Linked DNA regions of Mus musculus: regions 2, 3, 4, 5, 6 and 7 are each linked to region 1. Evidence: chromatin contacts called from public ChIA-PET, HiChIP or PLAC-seq and promoter capture Hi-C data. All regions are on one chromosome and are shown on one strand. Each heading gives the region's core, a stretch centred on a gene start, on an enhancer-like site or on the middle of the called end of the contact. The rest is flanking DNA. Distances are from core to core; before and after follow the strand shown.

Region 1 (3,519 bases), core at 748-3,247:
CCTTAAAAAAAAAAAAGAAAGCAACATAACAATCAATGTCGCACAGATATTGTAGTTAGTAGAAGAAAATTTATACAACTAATTACCTCAATAAGAATAAGAGCTAATGCATAACTCACAGAATTTAAACAGCAAAACAAAACAAAACAGGAAAGGGTAAATATAGAATCGGCGTTTTGTTACTCTTTGAACCTGAGTTTTAGAAATGAGGCTGAAGGCTCACCATCATGAGACCATTTTGCAGTTTGTAGCTCTTACATATAAGAAAGCTAACTTGAGTAGCCTCAGAGCCATTAGCCTGTCTACGTACCCTTTACTTTGAATCCAAGATAGAGTGTACCTTGACCATCAGTGGGAATTTAGTTAGGTTATCCCTCAATTGCAAGATGGGGACAGGAGTGGGATGGATTTCCTGTGTCCCACCTCAGCTTGCTCACTCTCCTCTGAGGAAAGTGTCAACTCCAGGGAGTCACCCGAGTGAATGACGGGAGTTAAGAATTTCTCATCCTTTAAGATATTCTCATGGCCTTGCTAGCTCATAGACATCAGTGCAAATCTCAGCTGAAACTCTTCACCTCATCTAGAGTCCTCATCATTTAATTGAGATAACTAACTTTACCAAAAGGGCCTGAAGATCCCTGGAGTGGCCAGAGGTAGCTAATGTTGACTGCGTGGCAGTTATTCTAACACCCTTGTTTCTCAAGTTCTGAGGTTCCACCACGGAGACCCTCCAGTGACACCAATCAGGAAGTATCAACCAGAAGAAAGCCACCACACAGTTCTTCCTGCCTTTACTGGAAAACGTGTTGCCTTCAGCTCCCCTCGAATGATGGAAACAGCTTCGACCAGTGATGGTTCTTCACTGTCCATTTGACTGGGTTTTGAATCACCTAGGAGACACACCTCTAGAAGAATTTTTGTGGTAGTTCCAGAGAGGTTTAACTGAGGAGGAAAGACTGGCCCCCAAGGTGGACAGCACTTCTCAAGAGCTGGGTAGAGGAAGCTGAGCACCAGTCTCTTTTCTCTCTGTGTCCTGGCTGAGAAGGAAATGTGGCCAGCCACTTCCCATCCTTCCAGTGGCCATACCATCTCAGTGATGACCAACTAGATCCCTTCACAGACCCTGCACCCAAGCGAATCCCTTCATCAAGTGGCTTCTGTCACCTCACAACACTGACAAGTCACTACCCCAGGCCTTCATTGCTTCTCCACATGCCCATCTTCTACCGTGCCCGCATATGGACTCATTTGCTCAAGAGAGGAAGCTGGCTTTCCTGGGCATGAGGATACCGTATGCCTCCCAACACTGTGTTGAACAGTGTCCCGTGCCCCTTTTAAAGGCCAACTCTGCAGAGGATCTTGTCCTTCAGAGTGTGAAGGACACATTAAGACCAGTGTTTTCTTTTTTCCCAGAGGGAGCCACTGAATGTTCAACAGTTCTCTAGCCTTGAGTGTTGGGCAAAGGGCCTTCTATCAGTGAGCTCCTTAGTGGAACTAATTAATGATTCTCTAGGTCATCGGTTTGGTTCATTCCATGATGGAAAGTGTCTGCAAGGTAAGGCGCAGAAGGCTACCATGTCATTGTGTGCACCACACACACATAGTTCCTTCCCCCAAATCTGCAAATGACCCATCCATGCTTGCACCAGGCTGCACTCAGGCAGGACCCCGCAACCCGGACGTGTCCTGGTGACAGTAGCCCCATGTCATTTCGCCCTTGGGTGTCAGCTGCTACAGCTCTCTGCACTGCATAGCAACTAGCCCTGGAGCCAAGGCCAGGACGCAGCGAGGGTTGACCGTGTGAGCCAAACACCAGGAAGCAAGGAAGGAGGTTAAGTCAAACAAAAGGTCTGTGGTAGCGTCATCAGGGGAACAGACGACGACCGGCTGGCTGCCGAGGGGCGCTCGCTACCGCGCCTGGCTCTCCTGGCCAGCGCGCCCAGCCCGCCGCCCGGGCGCGTGTGTCCTTATATGGTCAAATGACTCGGCGGGGGTTCTCGAGGGCGGGCGCAGCTCCTGCTGCACTCCGCCCGCTGAGCCGCCACCGCCACCGGTCCACAGTCCGCTGGGTTCCCTTAGACCCCGGCCCCACCGCGCGAGTACTACTGCGGCCGCCCAGGCCACAGCCCTGCTTGGGACACAAGGATCGCCACCAGACCGCTGCCCTAGGACGCGTCGAGAGCCTGTGGCCAGCGCACTCGGACCGTGGGGCGGAGACCCAGGAGACCGGAGCAGAGCTGTGCAGACAGCATCAGGGTAGGGACCTAAACGGAGAGAACAGGTTCTGGCGATAGGAGAGCCCTATTTGCAGGGGACACTCGGGATGGGGACCCAGAACGGAGAGGACAGATCCGGGAGAGAGGAGAGCGTAGCTGGGCATACTTAGGATGAGGACTCGAAATGAAGGGGAGGGAGATGAAGGGGCGACAGTGAATCGGAAATGTGGTGGGGGAGGGCGCTTGGGGGAAGGCTTGAGGGGAGACTTCAGGACTTGAGAGTTGATCTACAGGAAGACACCCCCAGGAAGAGCAGATGCGGGGCAGAGAGGACCAGAATCATGAGTGTTGGAGAACCTGAGCATAGGAGAGCCGAATTTGGAAATGGTGGGGAGGGACCTTTGATGTCCAGAGGGAGGGTTGCAGCCCTGTAGGGGTGGATCACTTCCAGGTGGTGGGAGACAATGAACTGCCCACAGGCAAACCCCCCCCCCGGGGGGCGGGGGATGAAGTGGAACTGGTCCCTGAAGTCTATGGAAAGGAGGTGACAGGCTGGTCAGCACGTGGATAGCCAAGCATTTCCTTTGAGAAGAAGTGGGAGTTTGCCTGTGACCACACATCTTGACTAACCACCCAAACTAAAACCTGAGCCATGGCGGGGGGGGGGGGGGGGGAGAAAAACAACACTTTTAAATGAAAAGAATTCTGATAGATTTCAGTCTTGTGGAAAGAAAGTCTTGAAATGCTTTTTTTCTGATCTTAAGTGAAGAACTAGCCATATTTGCTGGATAGTCTTCAGTTGTGTCTCTGGAACTCAACAAAGCTGGCATTTTTTTGAAGTCTACAGCTGTCTTCGGTGAAGCCAACTTGTGGCATGCACTTTCTTACGCATATTTTGGGATGTAGTTAACTATAATTTGGACTTAGCACGAGATTGTCTTCAAAATACTGCTCTAGATGTGTCTCATGTTGCGGTACTACTTGGCTTGTGTGTAGCCAATTTTGCAGTAGTGTAGAGAGATCTAAAGAAAGGGTGTTTGTTGGTGTGGCTGTATGTGTGGTGATTGTTTCGGTTGTTGTTGTTTGGGATAAAGCTTCATTCTGTAGCCAGGAAAGCCTGGGATTTACAGTACCATCATCCCCGGTAGCCTCAAACTGGTGCTCAGCCCCCAAAGTGTTGCAATCCCAGGAGTAACCTACCACATGCTGCAGCCATGGTGATCCTCCCTCCCCACCAACACCCTGCCACCATAAAAAACAATTTGCATTAAGTTTCAGAATTCCCAACCCAACTAAAGTTTAT
Region 2 (3,277 bases), core at 506-3,005, 660 kb before region 1:
GAACAATCTGCTGTTCTTCCCACATGCTCTCTTTTATATATGACTTGATGTTTCTTACTATGTTATAAGCTGTATAGTTGTATGGTGATTCCCTCCCTCCATTTGACTCAGTTCAGTACCATCTCCTTCCCCTGTCTATGCCCTTGACTATGTGTCTTTGTCAATGGAGACAAACAGGGAAGAACATGAGGAGAGAGACTATTTTATGGAGGTTTTTCATGTTTCAGCAGCTTGCTTCTTTGGAGCTCTCGTAGTAATTATAATCCAGTTGCACTCCAGAAAACCCCATCAGAGCAGATATACCTACCCAGCTCCACAGCCCCTAGTGCACAGGGAATATCATTCAACTCCATTTCCTTTCCTGGATGCACTTAAGATATACACCATAGATCTGTACAATGTTACAGACAAAAGGGTATGCATTTATTATGACAATTTCCTGACAGATGGATGGAAGGTATCTTAAGGAAAGAGGACTTTTCTGATTCTATCAAATACCCTAAGGCCTAGCAGAACATGTGTTTCTGAAGACTCTTTGTATGCATTCCCTTAGGATATAGCTTGACAGGTACAATACAGTACTGGGTGATACAGTCCAAAATCAACTGATTAATTCACCATTTCCTATCACTATTGCTCAAAGCAAAGTTTTATGGGTCACTTTTAGGAACCTCTGTGTTCTACACTATTAATGTAGTTACTTTTGACAAGAGTCTGCCTATTTGATAGGATGTGGAGCTTTTGCTCTAAATTGTCCTTTCAATGGATAGTTTTTAGTTCTTAAAACTCACCAGAAAATTCCTGAATTGGAAATGACTTACAGATGGAGACATGAAAATCCAGAGTCACAGTCTCCGGTCTATGTTCTTCCCTCCTTAACCATGCAGACATCCCAACATTACAGTACACTCATACAATCTGAAGATGGCAACCCTTTCTTCATAGGTCTTCAAGCAGCCCTCATGTTTCTATCTTTTATCAGGGTTGTTATGAATGTGAAACTGTCTGCCAACACTGAGTCTCATTAATATTCAAACATCTGAGAGGAAAAGTACCTCAGATCTCATTGTGCTATGCTTAAGGAGAAGACATAACCAGAGCATTCTGTCTCGCTTTTGGTAACTATGATCAGGCAAAGTGTCTGTTGTTCTGAAATTATTCCCATACACTTTGTACCAGAAATGATCCCTGCTCATTTCTGCTGTTCCCACTGCAGTGTGGTTTGTCCTAAATTCCAACGATTAACAACCTCTTCATGATAATATACCCTTCATCTTTAAAATAAAGAAAATGAAGAGAAGTGTTGTCGATTCACCGGCGCGTTTGGGATTTATCACTTTCCTGCCTTGCAAAAAGAACAGCTAAGAAGGCAACTTACTAGCCCCGCACTCATAGAAACTCAACTGTTCACTGTCAAGACACACCAATTACAGCAAACCAGTTCTTCATCTCCAACAGCGCGAGGCCACAGCCCAGCCGGCCGTGTAGGACTAAGAACGCGCAAGCGCCCTGCAAGTTGCAGGCGAACTTCCGAGATCCGCGCCAAACGTCGAACGCTACCCCAGCAGCGAAAAGGGGGCAAGCACACTGGGCTGCGCATGCGCGCTCCGAGCCACCCACTGTGCCCACCCATCCCTGGTTGATTGACACCATCCTGAAAACTCAGGGATTACACTGCGCTTGCGGGGAAAAGGAGGATGAGGGCGGGGCACGGCTGTGGGCGGAGCCGGAGGCCGGGACCCAGCCGCGCGAGCGCAGTGGTTTAGCCGGCAGGAAGCCGGGCGCGCGGGGGTGGGGCTGGTGCACGGGGGCGGGGCTCGGGCCGCCGCGCATTGTGCTGCGGCTGGCCGGCGCGGCAGGCCCCGGACCCGAGCGGTTCCCGGGCATGGTGAGCAAGGGGCTGTTGCGCCTTGTCTCTTCAGTCAACCGCAGGAGGATGAAGCTTCTGCTCGGCATCGCGCTGTTCGCCTACGCCGCCTGTGAGTGCGTGCGCGGTGGGCGGGAGCCCATTCATTCCCGCGCGGCGGGGAGCGGGCGCTGCGGCCGAGCAGCAGGCTGTTCAGGGCCGGGGACCGGTTCACAGCTTCCACGAGGCTGAACTTGTGCTGTGGAGCCGCTGGCCGCTTTGCTTGCTGCCCGCTTCCGCGTAGGCCCGGCGTCGGACCGGTGGCCGGTGTTGGGGCCTTTGCCCGGGACGCGGTGGACACGTTCCCCGAGCTGTAGACACTGCGGACTCGGCCAACCTCGCAGCGCCCGCCAGCTCGTACTGACCCGAACCGCTGTGCTGTGCTGTCCACAGCACCCAGGGTTAGGGTTAGGGTGAACCTGGAGAGTGCGGCGCGGGGACATCCTTGGGGACGGTGCTGGTTAAGTAGGATAAAAATATTATAGCTATTGGCAGGGTCCCTGCTCCGACTGTTTGCTCCGCAGGAAAATTACTCAGCAGCTGAGTGTTGCCATTCTCCGTGGATGCCCTGTGTGGCCATGCTCTGATATCCTGTCTCACACTCCCCGCTCCCCACTCTCCTCCCGCGCCACCAGGTACTCCTCCAGCGTGTCGCGGAAGGAGGCACAGCATAGGGGGCAGGCGGGGCGGGTGTCAATTGGATCCTTAGCCTGTTTATCTTGAGGGGCCCTCAGCTTCTCAGAGAAGGCAAAGTCTAGTTTTTTGGTGTTTGTTTGTTTGTTTTTGCTCTGTGCAACTGGATATAACAGCTATTACTACTTTACCAAGTACCAAAATTGGGCTAAAAATAGCTCTCAGAGTGAGTGAGCTCCTTCTGAATCCTGGCCACCCAGGCAAACATACTCGAATGAAAACTGCTAAGTGATTGAGTTTCCAGGGTCTGATTCCCAGGTGAGTAGGTACTTTGGAACGTGGGTTCAACTGATGGGATGATGGTGTTAGTAGGATGCAGACTGGCTGCTACAGCTCAGCTGTTGCAAGAGGAGGAGGAGGAGGAGGAGGAGGAGGAGGAGGAGGAGGAGGAGGAGGAGGAGCAGGAGGAGGAGGAGCAGCAGCAGCAGCAGCAGCAGCAGCAGCAGCAGCAGCAGCCAGGAAGCTCTGGAAAGGCTTCTGGTTGCTAGGAGAAGTTTTAGATCTGGGTGGCTTGGTAGATTTGATTGGTTTCAGCAAGGAAGGAAGAATTAACTTCAAGTGTGGTCTGTATTGAAGAAGATGATTATTCAAGAAAAAGACCCCTTACAGCTGAGTAATTATTACTGTTTTATTAGTAATGCCTAAGTTAGCTGAGTGCTTAACTGTATGTATAGGTAT
Region 3 (3,282 bases), core at 402-2,901, 720 kb before region 1:
TAAATGCTACATAAATCACAACACAATATGCATGCCTGTATGTTCCTGTCAGTGCTAAAAATCAGGGAGTGTTTCTTTAAATATTCCCAGGTACAGTTACTTTCAAATATCTTAGGTAGTAAACATGTATTTCTAAGAAGACAACAAGACAGCACCCAGAGGAACCTGGACCCCCAGGAGCTCTAACATGCCAGGAACATAGCACACAGAGGAAGCTGGACTTCCAGGTGCTCTCACACAACCCAGGATCATAAGATCATAGGGTCACAGGATCACAGGATCTCAGGAGCTTTGTCACACCATGACGTCAGCATCCCAGAGGCAGCTTGACTCCCAGGAGCTCTTATACCCAGGATCTCAGGATCACAGGATCACAGAGACAACTGGACCCTGAGGAGTCCTGACACAAACAAGATAACCGGAGGGACAGGCCCCAGGCAGAGACAGTGAGTGCAGCTAGCACTAGAGATATCCAGAGTTCCCGTGTACAGTTAGCTTTGAATATCTTAGGCAATAAAGGTGTGTTTTTAAAAAAGAAAACAAGGTTTCTCACAAGACATGTCATGTTCAACACACATTAAGTAAGTTCTTTTTTTTTAATAGTTAAGAGACTTTATTCTAACAGCTATAATTACAGTGCTTGTAGAAATGAAAACTGAAAACAAGTATACAAAACAGTTGATTACTAATTGTGTATTGAAAGCGGTAAGAGGTTCCACGACACCAAATAAACCAGTTCTGAGATTTCCCCAAGATAAATTTAACAGCTCCAGCTTCTTCAGTGTTTATCAAAATGCAAAAGAAAAAAGTAGAGGTCGTCTTTCGATGGCAAATCGGACCCTTGCAGGCTGAGGGAGGAAGCTACTTCACACATGGAGATGGGGGTGCTCCAGGATGTGGGTCTGTAATGGGCCGACCCTCCCACCTTGCACGCACTCCTGCTGGTGAGACCCAGGCCTCCTGCCAGCGCGTCCAAGTGGGCCCAAGAGTAGGCTGGGTATGCAGGCTGCCACTGGGCCTTGCACACACCAAGTACAAGCCAGGCCCTGCACCCCACAATGGCTCCCAGCCTACCCTACGTAATCGTGTGAGCACAAGTACAAGCACAATGCTATGGAATGCAGGTGACCCAAAGACATGCGAGTCACGGGGGCTCTACTGTGACCATGCGGCGGATGATGGTTTGTTTGTCACCTTCTCTCCTGTTCCCACAGCGAGACAGGTGATCTGATAACTAGCATTCAGGCCATTAACTGCAAAACCTACACTAGGCATAGTCTCCGTTCTGTGTGTTCAAGTGTTCTTGTCCTGAATTTTTAACTATTTTTTTAAAAAAATGCACTGAGTTTGGGTTAAAAACCAACCACCAAATGGATACCGACACCAGTTTACAGCCCAATGGCTCCCGGAGGCCAGGTGCCCCTACACCCAAATCCCTTCTCAGTACTGACAGTGAGTTGATTCTCTTTTTACAATAAAAAAGCTAAGTAATATTGCATAGGAGTACCAGAAACTGCCTCAGTGGAAACAGAAACTATTTACATTAAATAAAAACCTGGCTGCAGGCTGCGTCTGCACATGTACAGCACGGTGCGATGCACAATGTGACCAACCCATGGAGACAGCTTCTGGCACTTAGGACCACAGAGTTGCACGTTTGCCACATGAGAGGAAAGCTGAGGGCAGAGAAGAGGAAGTGAGGGGGATGGAGGGGGTCTGGTTCACTTCTGGTTCCGGAGCTGATTAGACAGCCAATCTAGTCCTTCATAGAGCCTGTCCCCGCTGGTGGCACAGGTGGCCTGAATGTACCAGTTCCTGTGGCGTAGAGAGTGCAGCCCCAGCTTGTGACCGCTGTGATTTTGGCCGCTTTCACGGCATTGGGGAGGTTCTGCTTGCTGGCAAACACCAAGAGAACAGCATCTCGGAGCTCATCTTCAGCTAGCATCCTCATGAGCTCTTCACAGGCCTCGTTCACACGCTCTCTGTCATTGCTGTCCACTACGAAGATCAAGCCTTGGGTGTTCTGGAAGTAGTGGCGCCACAGCGGCGGGATCTTGTCCTGGCCGCCCACATCCCACACAGTGAAGCTGATATTCTTGTATTCTTGTATTGAAACCAATAGTGGGAATGGTGGTCACAATTTCGCGCAGCTTCAGTTTGTATAGAATTGTTGTCTTCCCTGCAGCATCCAGGCCCACCATAAGAATGTGCATTTCTTTTTTGCCAAAAAGGCCCTTGAAGAGGTTTGCAAAGATATTCCCCATGTTTGTGGACAGGTGGAATCGATATTGGCCAAAGACCTCCGTGGCGGCTGCTCCCAGCCAGGCATTGGTTTCGCTCTCCATTAAGTAAGTTCTTACTTGCATTTTAGTCTGCAACACTGTATGTCATTACTTTATTGTTTTTTTACATGCCCATTTCACAGAAAATTGTCCAATGCGTTATAGCTTTAAAAAAGTACTTTAACATAGATGCTACACAAAACACAGTACAATGTGAATGCCTGTGTATTCTGCGCTGTGCTAGAAATCAGAAGGGTGTTTAGTTTAGAACTCCCATATATACTTAGCTTAAACATCATAGGAGGTAAAGGTGTGTTGTTAAGAAGAAAACAAGAATTTTACTCACAATAGATGTCATATTCAAATTGCATAACATTCTTATTTATAATTAATTTACTTTATATGGGGTACTTTATGTCATTACTTTCATATATTTTTGCATACACATTTCACAGAAAACTGTAAAATGATCTACCGCTGGAAAAAAAAAGTTCTTTAACATAGACGCTAGAGAAAACACAGTACAACGTGAATGAATGCATGTTCCTCTGTGTGCTAATAACGAGAAGAGTGTTTTTTTTAAGTGTTCCTGAGTACATCTTAGGTGGTAAATTAATGTTGTTAAGAAGAAAACAGAAAATCTTCTCACAGTAGACGTCATGTTCAAAAGGCATTAAACAGTTCTTATTCTTATTGGATTTTCTTTAGTCTGCAACACTGTATGTCATTACTTTAATGTATTTTCACGTGCACATTTCACAGAAAATTGTACAATTTGATATAGCTGGAAGAAAAGTACTTTAACATAGATGCTACACAAAACACAGTACAACGTGAATGTCTGAGTGTTCCTCTCTGTGCTAATAACAAGAAGTGTTTGTTTTAGTGTTCCCGTGTACTCTTAGCTTTAAACATCTTATGCAGTAAAGGTGTGTTTTAAAGAAGAAAACAAGAATGTTGCTTACAATAGAATCTTCCAAATGCATTAAGTAAGTTCTGT
Region 4 (3,571 bases), core at 163-2,662, 590 kb before region 1:
ACAACTGAAGGCAACATCTGTTAGAAAGTGTGATGGAAAAAGGCAGAACAGATCTTAACTACTTACCCATCCCACCCCAATAAGCTGACTTCATCAAGCTCATGGAGACTGTTCCTGTGGCTCACCCAGGACACTGGTCTATGACATCATCCATTGCTGCAGGAGCTTTCTCTGTAGGAGAAGGTATTGGCATAGTTCTCGTAGAGGAAGTATGTTGTCTTAGGAGAGCCAGTATTGTGAAACCAGATATACAGAGTATCACTAAAGTGAAAGAAAAGGTAGATTAAGGTTACTTGTCTTAGAAGCTCACCCAATGTGTGTGCCCCCTTTTAAAATAACCCTGCCTTACCTGAAGGCCCTTCTTCAGAGCAGGTAGATGAAGGTCTTAGGTAGTATATGTTTGTACCTGGCCAGGATGAAAACCGTTCCAGAATTTGCCAGTGGGACAAAAAGCTGGGGTGAAGTTACTTGGAGACAGGGTTGTCTGGGAGTTGATGGTTGATGCAGCAAATGTGTCTGAAGTCATGTGGTCCAGGTAGGGAAGTACTGCCATTGTCATGACATTTATAAGAGAATCCCTTTCCTTTTTAGGGAAATCCAGAAGAACACACAATCCTGGAATTTGCTCAGTTAATTAAAAACCTTGTTGGTAAGTAGGCTACACCACTCTGAAAGAACTCATCTGTATTTATTTACCCTGTGTTAGTAGCACCTTCCTTAGAAAGTAGAAGCTGATTAATTGTACCAGAACATTAATTTTATTTTATTTTTAAAGATTTATTTATTTATTTATTTATTTATTTATTTATTTATTATATGTAAGTACACTGTAGCTGTCTTCAGACACACCAGAAGAGGGCATCCGATCACATTACAAGTGGTTGTGAGCCACCATGTGGTTGCTGGGATTTGAACTCGGGACTTCCGGAAGAACAGTCAGTGCTCTTAACTGCTGAGCCATCTCTCCAGCCCCAGAGTATTAATTTTAATGAGGAACACTTCCAGTTCTGAGTTGGCGATTAGAGGGAGGATGAAATGAGATGGGTTTGACTTCCAGGTCTAGTTGCATGTCTTGATGGAGTGTGGGGCAGAGATTTGACCTCCAGGTGTGATAAACACTGTCCCTGTTGCGACCAGATTTCAGGAGCATGGGGAGAGTGACATTAGCTCTGGCCAGGCTGGATTAGGCTGTGTGACATTGGAACAGTGTTTCCATCAGGGAGCGGGATATCCCTGGGTCTGGCCTGGTTCCTGGGTTGCAGGTGCCAAGAAGGTACTTCCTGGCCTCATACTCAGGCTTGACGGAGCTCTGGGAAACCTGGTCTCCAATCCAGAAATTTGATTTCAGGATATGCCAGTCTGGCCTGAACCATTATATGATACGTGTGCTTTAGGCTGCTCTGACTTGACCCTGTGATACCCTTGGCTGAATGGGCTCTTCCTTCTTGGCTCAGGGCTGTGGTGAGCAGCTGTGTACAGCTATAATCCTTCTGCCAGATAAGCACAACAAACACTGTGTGGTTCCAGTAATCCCATTCAGACTAGCTTCCCAGTTACGCATTCCCACTGTTGAGAGAAGGTTTGCTCCACTCACCATGTGCCTCCAGTCACTGTGCCTTTGAAACCTCTGCTGTCCAGATGGAAACCATGGGCCAGATGCTTTGGTATCATAGCACTGTGGGTGTGAGCTCGTTTTTTGGATCAGAGTGTGCACAGTGATCCATGTGCACTTCAGAATTTAGAAAACCGTGACAAGCACACTAAAGCCGGCTTAGGATTTCCATCTTGCTGCTTTGTGACTCTGTGTGTGTGACTGTGCTGTTATAACTTATGCAGGTCTGCCTGGTGGTCACTCAGTAGCTCTCTTTTGTGGTCACTGGGGTCTAGTCCCCCACCCCAGGGTGCTAAGCCAGGCTTTTCTGTCCTTTGCATAGTCTATGCAGCCGCAGAGCTGACATCTCTGTGTGTCAGCAGAGCTGACAACTCATGTGACATAAGTTGGTTCTGTGCTTTCTCTGGCTAGAACATTGGTGACTAGGTTTTCATGGGCTCCTAGTTACCATCTGCATGCTGTTGATTAAGAACAGAACAGTATAAGCCACCTGATCCCCATGAAAGAGAATTCCTAGACCTTTGACACCCAGGTGTGGCCCACTTGGAGCATCCATCTCCAATATGGCTACAGCCCACATTTATATATTTGTGTTTGTAGATGTTCCCTTAGGCACATGTGCACCTGTTACCTGAGGTGGAGGTGTGTCTTCGGCACAAGCCCTTGTGCTCTTGTGGGACCAGAAGCAAGCCTGGTGCCTGCATGTGGTTGCTTAGTAATAGCTATGCAGGCACACTCTAGGTTTTCGAGGACTGCCCTATGTGGCTTTGAGAGCCACAAGGGACCTTGCTTACAGGTAAGATTAGTTTCCCTGTCATAGATGGTAAAACATTGCCCCCTAGATGCGCTTCGCCTTACCTTTTTTTTTTTTTTTTTTTTAAACTTTCTTTTTTTTCTTCTTTTTCAATAACTCAGGTAGTGGAAGTGAAATTCAGTTTCTCTCTGAAGCCCAGGATGACCCACAGAAAAGAAAACCAGACATCAAAAAAGCAAAACTGATGCTGGGGTGGGAACCTGTGGTAAGTTTGAAGGAGGCCCACTGCCTAGGGAGAAAGGCATTCCCCTACCCCCTTGTCCGTCCCCTAAGCTTTGGCCCTTGTTAGGAGGTTTTCTCCATAGGCCATTCAGTGGTATGTGATCCTCTGTTAGTGAAAATGGCTTGGACCTCCTATGTGGCCTCTCTATATAAACACATTGTCCTTTTTTATTCTGTTGCTGCAATAAAATACTCTGACCAAAAGCACCTTGGAGAGGGAAAGGGAGATTATTTGGCTTACACTTCCAGGTCATAGTTTATCACTGAAGGAAGTCAGGACAGGAACCTGGAAGTAGGTACCATGGACGAGTGCTGCTGATTTGCTCATGGGTTCATGCTCGCTAGTTTTCCTATACATCTCATGATAGCCTGCCAAGGAAACAGTGCTATCCTCAGTAGACTGGACTGTCCTACATCAGTTATGACAACCAAGGTAGTATCTACAGATCAGCCTGATAAAGACAGTTCCTGTATTGAGACTATCTATCTATCTTACAGGTAGTCCTAGTCGGTCAGGTTCAAAGTTACTGTTAACTAGGACTTGCGTCAATTTCCAAACACAGTGTTAAGGTGTATATGTTGTTTTTCTCATTGCTGTAACAGAATATCTTAGAGAAGCGACTTCAGAGGGAGAAAAGGGTTATTTTGGTTCCCAGTGTCATAGGACTTAGTCCATCACAGCAGGGGAGGCATGGCAGCCAGAGCTGCAGTCTGTGGCAGTTGCTGCTCACATCGAGCAATAGGAAGCAAGGAGCCAGGGGTAAATATAACCTCCAAAGATCCCACTGCCCTGGAAAGAGAGTCATTGGCTGGGTGACATTCCAAATGCAGATAATCAGAAGGTCTCAGCAGCATAATTGCATGGCCCTAGTGTCTGGAGATGGATTAGGTGAGATTTCATGTAAATAAAGGTGGTCTAGTCA
Region 5 (3,628 bases), core at 89-2,588, 530 kb before region 1:
TTCTATTTTCCTTTACCAAACTGTTACATAAACCTAATTAATATAGTATTATTATAGCCTTTTATATTGTCTTTTTTCTTTACTGATATGGATTTAATATCAATTCATGTTCTAGTTTGGATTGATGATATTTTCCTTTTTAATTGTTGAATAGTGTTCTATTGTATGGATATACCACTGAGTGTTTATTCATTAACATGTGTTATTCATTATTCACGTGTTAATGAATAAACACTCAGTGGTATATCCATACAATATCCATGGGTTGCTTCCACATTTGGACAATAAGACTACTATAAGCATTTGCTTGGGAATTTTTGTGTGTGCATAAGTTTTCAAGTCAGTTGAGTAAATGCCTCACAGTGGTAAGAGTATATTTAGCCTGTTTGTCTCCTGAAATGACTTCCCAGCAACAGTAAAAGATAGTTCCACCACACCCTTTGTAAAAGTTATTATTTCTTGTTTTTGGATTCCAGCCACTCTTGTGGGAATCTGTTCTTATCACACTGATGTCCCTGTTTGTCCTTATTGGAATGTGGTCAAGTTAGAGCACGGAACAATGTATCACTAGCTCTTGATTTTACATTGATTTTCAAAGTGACGCTTGAGTGAGGCCAAAGGCTTAGTGGAAAGCAGCTGTCCCTCAGTGTCAGAACCTGGAAACTTTGGTGGCATGTGGATAGAAGCATCAGGTTGTGTAGAAAGTGACCTGAGTGTACATCAGGAAAAAGAAAACTATAGTGACAAAAAAAAAAAAAAAAAAAAAAAAAAAAGGAACAGAACAGAGGATGCACTTGACCCTAGCCAAAAACAAACAAAAACAACAAAAACAAAAAAACCCTTCTTATAAAAAATGCAGGCAAAGGTGCAAAACTCTATGTCTGATGGGAATCTATCAGATCAGGTAGGATTCCCACTGGCACAGCTTTGCTTGCTGTAAATAAAGGGCCAAAGATAACCCATTCACTCTCCATCCTTCTGAAATAGCTCTGAATTCCCAGAAGTCTGATGCAACCCAGAAGGGCCTTGATGCTGGAATGGGGGATCAGGCAGTGCACAAGTTATAGCATGGCAGAGTGGGACTTGCAAGGCACAGAACTGCCTCAAGCAAATCTAGGTTGCCATGGTGCTTAGAAATGAGTCCCTACTCTGTCAGGCCCACAGTTTGGCTAGTCTTCCATGGGCCCATGATCACACAGGGTTTATGTACAGCTTTTTTTTTTTTTTTTTGTCATTAGTTTTATAGACCCATTCGTTTCCAAGGTGACTTAGGCCAGGCCAGGACTGGAACAAAGAGAATGCTGCAGCAAAGTGACTGGCTGAGAGCCCGGCCAGGCTCCTGTGTGCACAGTCCAAGTGTCAGAGCTGCAGCTGTGCCTGACGAGCTCTCAAGAATTCCCACAGGGGAGGCATGCCCTTCTATTTCAGGCACATACGTTGTTCCTGTTTCTCAGCAGTAGCTGGCTTGCTTGGTTCCCTCCTCCCTGCTACATTCCAAGCATATATCTGTTTGTACAACTATGCTTCATCTGCAGAGAATGGCACAGAGCAGAAAATAAAGGGGAGACAAGGGCTGAATCTAGCAGGATACTTCTGTCCATTCGCTTACCTGGCTCCTTTCACTCGCTTCCTTCTATTCTTTCCTCTTTCCCATATCGCTTACTGTTACTAATGTCCTCAATGACCTATACAACCACATTCCACAGCTTGAGTCAAGATCAGACTCCCAGCTGACCTAAATATCCTCCTATTCTCCAAAATCCACATCTATTCATTTTAAAGCCGATAATTTTTGGGTTCCAAAATTATGAATTTTAGGTTTTTAATTTCACCTGAAGTGATGCAGAGGAATCTCAAAATACCTTGTTACAGTAGACTCCTCCAAAGTCTATGGGTAAAACATTTCAAGCCCCACAGTGGACACCCAAAAATAGATATCCAAATTCTATATATGCAATGTCTTTTTATCATATGTACTTTTCATAAGGTTAATTGGTAAATTAAGTACAATAAGAGATTTTAAAAAAGATTTATTATTTTTATGTGTATAAGTATTTTTCCTGTCTTCATTTACATGTATCACATATGTGCCTAGGGCCCATAGAAGTCACAATAGGGTGTCAGATCCCTTGGAACTGGAGTTACGGATGGTTATTGGCCATCATTTTGTACTGGGAACCAAACCCAAATCTTCTATAAAAACAAAAATGCCCTTAAGTGCTGAGCCATCTCTCCAGCTCTCAGGTATAATAAGAGATGAACAGGAATAATGAATTATCAACCAGGACAATCACAGCCACCACTCTTTTTTTTTAATAAATAATTTTTTAAGATTTATTTATTATTATATCTAAGTACACTGTAGCTGTCTTCAGATGCACCAGAAAAGGGCGTCAGATCTCATTACAGATGGTTGTGAGCCACCATGTGGTTGCTGGGATTTGAACTCAGGACCTTCAGAAGAGCAGTCGGTGCTCTTAACCACTGAGCCATCTCTCCAGCCCCCACAGCCACCACTCTTGTCCTTTGGGATCAAACTTAGAATGGGGTCACTTGAAGGTGTGTCCTGCAACACCATTGATTTGATAGGCAATATGAGTATTCTGCATAAAGGGGCAGCTCATTTCCCAGGAGGGATGGACCTCAAAATTTTCCTCAAACCACCCAGAATAGTGTTTAGTTTATAACTAATGATTTGCTTATTTCTGATCATTCCCATTGAGTAATTGTGTACTGTAGTAGGTCATGGAGAACAGAAACAGTAAGAGCTAAGCCATGGATGTCAGGATGCCTCTGGATGTAAAAGAAACCTGGTGTGTATGCTCTATGATTCTGTTTTGCACAAAGTTCTAGACCAGGCAAAGTTAAACTGTGGTGCCATGTTTGGGAGTAGTTGAACAAAAGGAATTTTCTAGATGTAGGAAATGTCAACATTTCCTAACGTGATCAAACTGGTGCTTGTGTGTGTGGTTAAGGTAAGCAAGCACAGAAAATCACTTAGCAACTTGGGAATCCATCTGACATAGGTTATATGTCAGACTTTTTTTCCATTAATGTGCTTGTCAGCCTAGTCCCCACCTGCAGGTAGTGTGTACACACACTCTCCTTCTAACAATATATCTAGGGCCCCTATTTGCAGGTCTGTGTACAGTCTCCTCTTCTAACAATGAATCTAGCAACCTAAGACACCCACCTATTTCAGGCTACACACATAACTCATTCCAAACAATGTACTTTCCAAGGAAGCTGAATATGGCCTCAAACAACCTATAGATATCAGTAATTTCACTCTATGAAAGAGATTGTTTGGCCTGGCAGTGGTGGCGCATGCCTGTAATCCCAGCACTTGGGAGGCAGGGGCAGGTGGGTTTCTGAGTTCAAGGCCAGCCTGGTCTACAGAGTGAGTTCCAAGACAGCCAGGACTATACAGAGAAACCCTGTCTCGAATAAAACAAAACAAAAACAAAAAAACAAAAAAAGTGGAAAATCTATCAGAGAGAGAGAGAGAGAGAGAGAATGAGAGAGAGAGAGGATTCTGGGAAGAGAGTCAAGTGTAAGAAGATGGTTCATGAGATTGGGGACCAGGTGTCCAGCCTTGTGGCATGACTTAAAATAGAATACATGGGCA
Region 6 (3,513 bases), core at 220-2,719, 770 kb before region 1:
AATTCACAACGTGTCATTGCTGTTACCAAGTTTTAAACCTTAGCAATTACTATTAATAAAATAACTGTAGTCACTTGAACTTCTAATCAGAGACTCTGACACTGTGTGCTTCAGGGCTCAGGTGTGCACCAGAAAGGGGAAGAAGTAACAAACACTTGGAAGCAGGATTCCCTGAGAGTCCCAGAGTGTCCACACAGGCTTCTTTCCTATCCTTTCCAATAACCTCTAACATGTACGTCAATTACCTTCCCATCCATTTATGTCAATTATTAGGCAGCACAATGAGAAAACTAAAGATTGGAGGAAACAAATCAAGGGCTAGGAGGAGAGGAATTAGTATCCCTCTTTTGTGAGGAACAAGGATAAGATGGTATCAATGTGATCTAATCTATCTATTTGATAAACTGACCACGGACCGAAAAGAGGGTAAATAAACTCTAGTTTTAGTCAGATAAGCTCTTCAACAAAGGTTAGAGAGTACTTATGAGGGGGTTTTAGTAAGAGGCTATTTAAACACAGAATACATTTTATTCAGGCATTTTTTTTTAACATCAGTAAGGTCCCTGCTCTTAAAGACTTCTAACTTGAATAAAGGAAATGAAGTCATTTTTAGGAAGTCGTAATCAAAGTATGTTCTCTCGTTTAAAATGCACATTTTATAAGGCCTGAAAAGTTCGCCCGAAACAAATTAGTCGGGCCCTTTGAAAAAAAAAAAAAAAAAAAGACTAACCCAAAAGATTTCAAGGACCCTGAACAAACACCAGCAAATAACTTAAAAATAGAACAAAAGTATCAGAAGAAACCATTCCGGAAGCGGACTGGGTCGAATTCTGGGAACTCACTTTGCTGGCCTTGCCAAAACGAGTATCTCTTAAACATCACTAAGGATCTCTTCAAGGCTGTTACCCCTATCGTTGGTGCCCCCCACGCTCCCGCGCCCTCCCAGACCTATAAAACTGTAAAATTTTCCCATGCCGAGGTCGGGTGCGGACCCTGAAGAGGTGTGGGGCCTGGAACGCCCAGGCTGACCAGCAAAGCTTCCCCGCGGCCCCCGATCCCGAACAGCCACGCTGACCACACCGCTTTTGTGTGGACAGGGAACAGGGCCTGGAGGTCTCCCAGAGCTGTCCGGGCCGCCCCGGCCCGTCCGGTCCCCGCCTTGTTCCAGGCTCGGCCCTCTGGGCTACGGGCCCTTGGGCGCCGCCTCACCTGCATGCCCGGGGCCCCGGGATCGACCCCTGTGTCCAGGACGGCGATGAGCACCCCGCGCCCGTCATACTCCGGGTAGCGGCACAGGAAGGAGGAGGCCCCGGTCTCCTTCTTTGGTAGAAGACCGTGGAAAGGAAAGGGCTCCTCGGTCGCGGCGGTGGCCATGGACGCAAGCTGGAGGACAGACGAGGAAGAGGCAAACTGCCAGGCAGCGCGCGGACGAGCGGCGCGAGGACACCCGGCTACCGCGGGACGGAGGTGGGGAAGGGGCGGAGCCTGGCCACCAGTACCCAATCGTGTGCGGTCAGAGGTGTCTAGCCAATCATACGCTTCAACGTAAGCTAACGGCGCCGCTACGAGTCACGACGAGGGAATGTTACCCAGGCTGCAGAGCTGGAACGGAGTGTGCGCTGCTGCGGATGACAACGCACTGGAGGGAGGTTCTTGCCTTCCGAGCTGTCACTCTCCGTGAGAAGCAGCGAGAGGAACGGGCTGTCTGCCTGAGGCGTGGGATCCTCGCGACGCCGCCGAGGTTGGCTTAACCCGCTGCGGACCGGAAGCCTGTAAAGTCGAGCGCGGAAGTCTCAGATTTAGCGGCCCGGCCTTTCTGGCAGGGTGAGGTGCTGTTTAGTCAACAGGAAGTGGGTTGTCGGCTGTTTTGTCGCCAGAGTCCCCAAAGCAAAACACGTGACAGAAATGAGCTCCCTCCTGTCTTCGTGGCTTACTTACCCTTGGCATCCGGAATTTCAGAAAAATACCTGCCTTTTCTCCAGTGAAGTTCCTCTTTGTAACACAGTTACCGAGCCATAGTTTGCGGGGTTTTTTTCCCATTAGGATGCACAGTGACAGCAATCGTAAATGGCATTTGAAATTTAAACTACACAGATTATCCAGTAACAAAGGTTGCCAACATTCATAATTAAGAATATTGTGGGGGTGAATTAATATTTTCCTATTTGTGACAAATCTACTCTGTACCAGTGAGAGATTCTGCACGTTTTTTCAGTGTGTAGCCTGCCTGGAGGCCTCTGAAATACTGAGCACCGAACCACAGCCATAAGTGTGGTAATTCTTCTCTTTAGTGGCAGCGACTGCTGTGTCTACTCCAAAAGTCCCAGCAGCAAGAAGGCGCCCAGAGTAATCTTAATTATCCCATTGACAAACTCAAGACACCTTACCACAGAGATGTCTTTAAATGCATAAGATGAAATATATAGGATTATACAGGAAGTAGACGGTTGAAAGAATTATAACAACTTAATTTTTGTTGTATTGCAATAGTTTCATATATGTAAGTAATTACATGTGTGCTCTTTTTAAAATTAAATAACAGAGCCATCGTCAAGTCTAATAACTAATGTTATTTTTAAATTGGAAAACAATTGTAAATGGCATTTGAATATATCTAAACTACACACTTTAATAACAAAGGTTGCCTGTGTTCATAATTAAGAACATGTGGAGGATGAAAATAATTTTTTCCTATTCAATCATGGGCCCTGTGCATTTCTATGGTCTCCAGTTTAAGAGGCAGGTTCCTAGAATCCCGTGTATGCCATTTGTTTCAAACCACAGCATTTCCATTGACTCCTCATACTTTGCTCTATGAGCAAATATATTAAAATATATTAAATTGTAACTTGAAAGAATTTCTTGGGATCAGAATGTTAATTTTTTCTTTTGGATTAAGTTAACTTACAATTACAAAGTTGATGAAAACAATGAGTAAATCTTAAGATTAAAATGAACAAAAAATGGGATGGGAGGGAAGGGAGGAAAGAAAAGGCAGCTTTTCCCTAGAAGTTTGATGAGAATTAGACATATTTCCATTTATAACAGGCTATTCTAGGGCTGGAGAGATGCCTCAGCGGATAAAAGCACTGACTGCTCTTCTGAAGGTCCTGAGTTCAATTCCCAGCATCCACATGGTGGCTCACAACCATCTGTAATGGGATCTGATACCCTCTTTTGGTGTGTCTGAAGACAGCTACAGTGTACTCCTATACATAAAATAAATAAATCTTAAAAAAAAAAACCAGGCTATTCTAGTTATAAGTATAAGATTCCCACGTGTATGTCTCTTATAAAATCAGAGCCATCAGCTGCTACCCTTTGGAGCAAACCCCCTATCTCATCCCCCTGGCCCCCTGCTTATATGAGCGAGTTCCCCCACCCATCCACCAACCCACTCACACCTTACTGATCTAGCATTCCCCTACACTGGGGCATGGAACCACCACAGGACCAAGGGTCTTCCCTCCATGTATGCTAGATAAGGCATATATGCTCTGCTACATATGCAGC
Region 7 (3,460 bases), core at 585-3,084, 940 kb before region 1:
TAGAATTTGATGATAGCTGCAAATGAGTGTACAATTACTGGAAATTGAAACTTAGGACAGGTAAATAAAGCATAGAAAAGGTATCAGACCTGAGCTGGCAATGTGTTAGTGGTAGAGCGGACAGTGGCAGTACGGACTCCATTAAGGGACAGATCACACCATAAGCACACCCACGTCTAGAGGTCACCTTGATTATGTCATTGGTTGGTTAGTCGGGTTTGTTGTTTTCATGTTTTTCTGCAGGAATCTTGTGAATGATACAATGTAAACTGTTTCCATTCTTGCAAGAATTGGTGACCATAAACTGTTTCATGGTATGTTCACTGTCTACTCAGAGTATGTACCATTCCTATGCTCATAAAAATAACTCCAAAATTCCATTTGTTGGCTCCGTTTTTTGTTTTGTTTTGTTTTTGTCTGTCTTTTTAAAAATCACTTGCTCATTTGCCATAAAAAGGCCTGTTTCTGGTCTGGGCTGCTTTTATTCTCCTACTACTGAGGAGAGTTTAAGTCTTGTCTGGCTGTAAGAGTAAAATTTTTCCCTTGCAACATCTCAGTGTTGGCTCCTGGTTTTTGACACTGTAACACACTCAAGAACCCAAAGAAGAGAGGAGAGAGTCTGGGGAAGAAAACGGGCAGAGGAGGGAAAGAAGGAAGACAGGTTAACAGACAATAAGGAAGTGTTAATTTAAAAATGTTAAGACTGTAACTTGAGAAAGCACTTGTCATAAATGGCTTTCCCTTAGTTGTTTCTTAATATGTACTGTGTCAGAAGAGGGCAGGTAACCAAGTGCATAAGGGGGATTTAATTCATTTAGTAAACATTTGCCACGTGTTATCCTAATCAGGAGAGTCAGTCAAATAAATACACACACACACACACACACACACACACACACACACACACTCCTTAAGGAAAAAGACAAAAAGGACATGTAGATGAAGTCCTAAGTAAAAGCTGCAATCTGAGGAACTGGAAGAGTCAAACCTCTGCAGTTGGGCTTGCTTGGTAGGTTTGGGGTGAAGTGGCAAAGCCCCTGAAAGAACAGGAGGAAATTCTGATTATTTGGCTCTAAAGAGGAAGGTACGAAGTCTTTGGGTGGGACTGAGTGGATGGGTCCTATATACCCTCAGGGTTATCCAAATGAAGTGATGGGCACAAGGATGCTAGCAACCCACCCTTCTGATGACCGGTAGACAAAGCAGGCAATGGTAATGTGGGAGGCTTAACCTAGCCTGGCGCACAGGGAATTACGAGGTCAAGTCGCCAAAAAATAAAAATACTTTAGGTGAATGGATAGATAGATGATTGATAAATGAGAGAGAGAGAGAGAGAGAGAGAGAGAGAGAGAGGAGAGAGAGAGAGAGAGAGAGAGAGAGAGAGAGAGAGAGAGAGAGAGAGAGAGAGAGAGAGAGAGAGAGAGAGAGAGAGAGAGAGAGAGAGAGAGAGAGAGAGAATGAGAGAATTTTAAGTGCAAGATTTTGTTTTGGGCCGCATGCATAGCTGTCCTATGCCCGCGAGGTACTGAATCGTACCCGCCTGAAATGCAAAGGGATAAAGAATTCACGGCGGGATGTGAGGAAAGAAGTTGTCAGGGTTGACTCCGTGTCTTCCGATGGGCTGATCAGACCGGAAGAAGCCAAGGCAGCGACAAGAAAATCCTTTCCCGCGCTCGGCTCGGCGGTCCCAGCATACAGACTCCGGCTTCAGGAGTCCAGCCTCCAGGCGCCCGCGAGGGGCGTGGCCGAGCTAAAAGCCGGCAGAAAACTCTCTTTCCCGGCGAGCCTCGCGGCGCGCCCCACGAGCCCCGGGCGAAGCCTGCGTGCGCCAGCGCAGTAGCGGGCCGCGCTGACGGGGGCGGCGAGGCGGTCGCTTCGAGCGTGTTAGTTCGCTCCCTGAAGAGAGTGAGGGCGGTTGGGCGCTGGCGGTCACTCGTGCGTTCGCTGGTAAGCGCGGCGGCGGGAAGTGGAGGCAGCGGTGGTGAGGCCGGCCGGCAGCTCCTCGGGGGCTGCTGCTCTCCTCCGCCCGAGGCGTCCGTGGAAGCCAAGCGCTCCCGGCCGGCAGCCGCCGACGGTCTGTTTTGCCGAGGAGGGTGGACACGGGTTTAGGACGACGGGCAGGTGGAGCCGGGCCGCGGCGACTCTCACGAGCTGTTGGGGGTGACGGGAGCTAAGCCTCCTCCCAGACGGGCCCGGGACGCGCGCGTTCGTTAAGCGAATAAACGACGGTTCCCGTCGACCTCTAACCTCGGGTTTGGAATTTTTTTTTTTTTTTTTTTTTTTTGGTCGTATGGTTGGTCGACCCCGGCGATCCTAGAACTCACAGTTTTGTTCGCGCGGTGACAGCCTAGGTAGTGCTGCAGACGGAACAGACAGTGAGTAAATGTTTATTTTTTTTTAAACTGGAAGTCGGGTGGCCGTGGCGTTTGGGGAGCTTAGTGGAAGCTAACTACCAGAAAATAACTACCTTGTGAGTGTGAGTAGCCCCTCCCCCCTAAACTGTTGGCTTGATTGTCCAGGACGTTTGAACCCCGTACCGCATCAGCTATATTTGTTTTGTGTCACAGTCGTCACCTTGTTTCTACCGGGTTGGTGGGTTGGTGCAGTGTTCTCCCTCTGCTGTGGGGCGACACTGAGGCTGAGCCAGGCTTCCGTCCTCCCTTATCTAAAGCGTGGGGGGGGGGGGGGGGGCGGAGATAACAGTCGCTTCGAGCGCTTACCATATGGGACGTTTTCGGTGTTGCTGAAGCAGTCTAGAACAAGTTCATAATGAAGTCTGGAGGAAAGCCGTTTTCCTTAAAATCACAGGTTAGTCTGGAAGAGCTTCCCAGGTTGATATTAACTTAAAAACATGTATCTAAGTGTACTGTTTTTCTGAAATCCCATTAAAGTGACAGGAAAGAGTTCTTTATGGGGTTGGTTGGTTGTTTTGTGTTTAGTTTTGTTATTGTTTGTTTTGTTCTGTTTTTGAGACAGGGTCTTGCCCAGTCTGGTCTCAAATTTGCAGATTCTCCTTTCTGCCTTTCAAATCCTGAGATTATAGTCAGGCCCCACCCAACCTGGCTTTTGCGAGGGTGGGGGGGTAGTCACTGGGAAAGACACCTTGGAGATATTAACAGTTGAATAATGAACTCTTAAAAAGCAGTGGTTAAACCAACGGGGGGGGGGGGAATCTATAAAACTAGTCTGAATTAATAAAAGCCTTCAGATCACACAAAAACTGGCAGTTCTTGATATATTTGGAACTGGAAGGGGAAGTGCATTGATGTGGATAGAGGTGCAAGACTAATATGTTAGTTTAAGTCTTTTTAAGGAGCAGTAGGGTATTTCCATTAGTTTCCCCATTTCACTCTCTTGAGTGATTGTGTTCCCCAAGTTTAAAAGACTAGAAAGAGCACAGAGGAGAAAGAAGAGAAGAAAAAAGAAAAAAATTAGAGGCTTATTTTGACAAAGGTTTTTT

Evidence for each region. Promoter capture Hi-C pulls out the DNA fragments that hold promoters and counts their contacts. ChIA-PET counts read pairs in DNA pulled down with a chosen protein or histone mark. HiChIP or PLAC-seq counts read pairs in DNA pulled down with a chosen protein or histone mark.
Region 2: an RNA polymerase II HiChIP or PLAC-seq map of embryonic stem cells shows a contact between it and region 1, with 8 read pairs. The contact joins the promoter of Uxs1 here to the promoter of Fhl2 in region 1. A contact is called at or near these places in 5 of 39 promoter capture datasets (cranial neural crest, frontonasal cranial neural crest, liver and 2 more), 7 of 115 datasets of contacts at active chromatin or transcription factors (the 230-238 cell line, astrocytes, embryonic stem cells and 4 more) and 1 of 9 other capture datasets (liver).
Region 3: a contact with region 1 is called in an RNA polymerase II ChIA-PET map of memory CD8 T cells, with 5 read pairs. The contact joins the enhancer-like site here to the promoter of Fhl2 in region 1. A contact is called at or near these places in 3 of 39 promoter capture datasets (cranial neural crest, embryonic stem cells and liver), 1 of 484 Hi-C or Micro-C datasets (the G1E-ER4 cell line), 2 of 115 datasets of contacts at active chromatin or transcription factors (T-cell acute lymphoblastic leukemia and memory CD8 T cells) and 1 of 9 other capture datasets (embryonic stem cells).
Region 4: a promoter capture Hi-C map of hippocampal neurons shows a contact between it and region 1, with 1.9 times the contacts expected there. The contact joins the enhancer-like site here to the promoter of Fhl2 in region 1. A contact is called at or near these places in 6 of 39 promoter capture datasets (the HPC-7 cell line, HPC-7-derived erythroid cells, cranial neural crest and 4 more), 1 of 15 datasets of contacts at CTCF or cohesin (large pre-B cells), 1 of 484 Hi-C or Micro-C datasets (neural progenitor cells), 4 of 115 datasets of contacts at active chromatin or transcription factors (embryonic stem cells, memory CD8 T cells, neural tube and 1 more) and 1 of 9 other capture datasets (macrophages).
Region 5: a contact with region 1 is called in an H3K4me3 HiChIP or PLAC-seq map of forebrain, with 3 times the contacts expected there. The contact joins the enhancer-like site here to the promoter of Fhl2 in region 1. A contact is called at or near these places in 6 of 39 promoter capture datasets (the HPC-7 cell line, cranial neural crest, embryonic stem cells and 2 more) and 3 of 115 datasets of contacts at active chromatin or transcription factors (cardiomyocytes, forebrain and stem cell-derived neural progenitor cells).
Region 6: a contact with region 1 is called in a promoter capture Hi-C map of second pharyngeal arch cranial neural crest. The contact joins the promoter of Tpp2 here to the promoter of Fhl2 in region 1. A contact is called at or near these places in 5 of 39 promoter capture datasets (the HPC-7 cell line, cranial neural crest, frontonasal cranial neural crest and 2 more), 1 of 484 Hi-C or Micro-C datasets (the MNK3 cell line) and 4 of 115 datasets of contacts at active chromatin or transcription factors (T-cell acute lymphoblastic leukemia, double positive thymocytes, embryonic stem cells and 1 more).
Region 7: a contact with region 1 is called in an H3K4me3 HiChIP or PLAC-seq map of embryonic basal ganglia, with 6 times the contacts expected there. The contact joins the promoter of Tex30 here to the promoter of Fhl2 in region 1. A contact is called at or near these places in 1 of 39 promoter capture datasets (pre-B cells), 5 of 115 datasets of contacts at active chromatin or transcription factors (embryonic basal ganglia, extraembryonic endoderm stem cells, memory CD8 T cells and 2 more) and 1 of 9 other capture datasets (liver).

Annotation. Positions count from the first base shown.
Region 1 is chr1:43,162,439-43,165,957 of GRCm38.p6, reverse strand. It overlaps Fhl2 (four and a half LIM domains 2), which reads left to right and starts at 1,997. Exons shown (of 6, transcript NM_010212.4): 1 at 1,997-2,256.
Region 2 is chr1:43,826,317-43,829,593 of GRCm38.p6, reverse strand. Uxs1 (UDP-glucuronate decarboxylase 1) reads left to right here and starts at 1,755. Exons shown (of 15, transcript NM_026430.4): 1 at 1,755-1,979. The coding sequence starts at 1,886.
Region 3 is chr1:43,887,035-43,890,316 of GRCm38.p6, reverse strand. It overlaps the pseudogene Gm19587. Among named protein-coding and RNA genes, the nearest start is that of Tpp2, 45 kb to the left of the region's middle. Within about 2 kb of position 1,651, at least 31 of the 459 cell types and tissues checked have an H3K27ac peak or open chromatin away from gene starts, as enhancers often do. A contact at or near this core is called in memory CD8 T cells, where this site is marked.
Region 4 is chr1:43,752,777-43,756,347 of GRCm38.p6, reverse strand. It overlaps Uxs1 (UDP-glucuronate decarboxylase 1), which reads left to right. Exons shown (of 15, transcript NM_026430.4): 13 at 592-649; 14 at 2,528-2,631. Among named protein-coding and RNA genes, the nearest start is that of Ecrg4, 24 kb to the right of the region's middle. Within about 2 kb of position 1,412, at least 20 of the 459 cell types and tissues checked have an H3K27ac peak or open chromatin away from gene starts, as enhancers often do. A contact at or near this core is called in hippocampal neurons, where this site is marked.
Region 5 is chr1:43,696,436-43,700,063 of GRCm38.p6, reverse strand. No RefSeq gene overlaps it. Among named protein-coding and RNA genes, the nearest start is that of Gm30634, 16 kb to the left of the region's middle. Within about 2 kb of position 1,338, at least 92 of the 459 cell types and tissues checked have an H3K27ac peak or open chromatin away from gene starts, as enhancers often do. A contact at or near this core is called in forebrain, where this site is marked.
Region 6 is chr1:43,931,950-43,935,462 of GRCm38.p6, reverse strand. It overlaps Tpp2 (tripeptidyl peptidase II), which reads right to left and starts at 1,469. Exons shown (of 29, transcript NM_001310540.1): 1 at 1,210-1,469. The coding sequence starts at 1,374.
Region 7 is chr1:44,100,815-44,104,274 of GRCm38.p6, reverse strand. It overlaps Tex30 (testis expressed 30), which reads left to right and starts at 1,834. Exons shown (of 6, transcript NM_001356297.1): 1 at 1,834-1,947.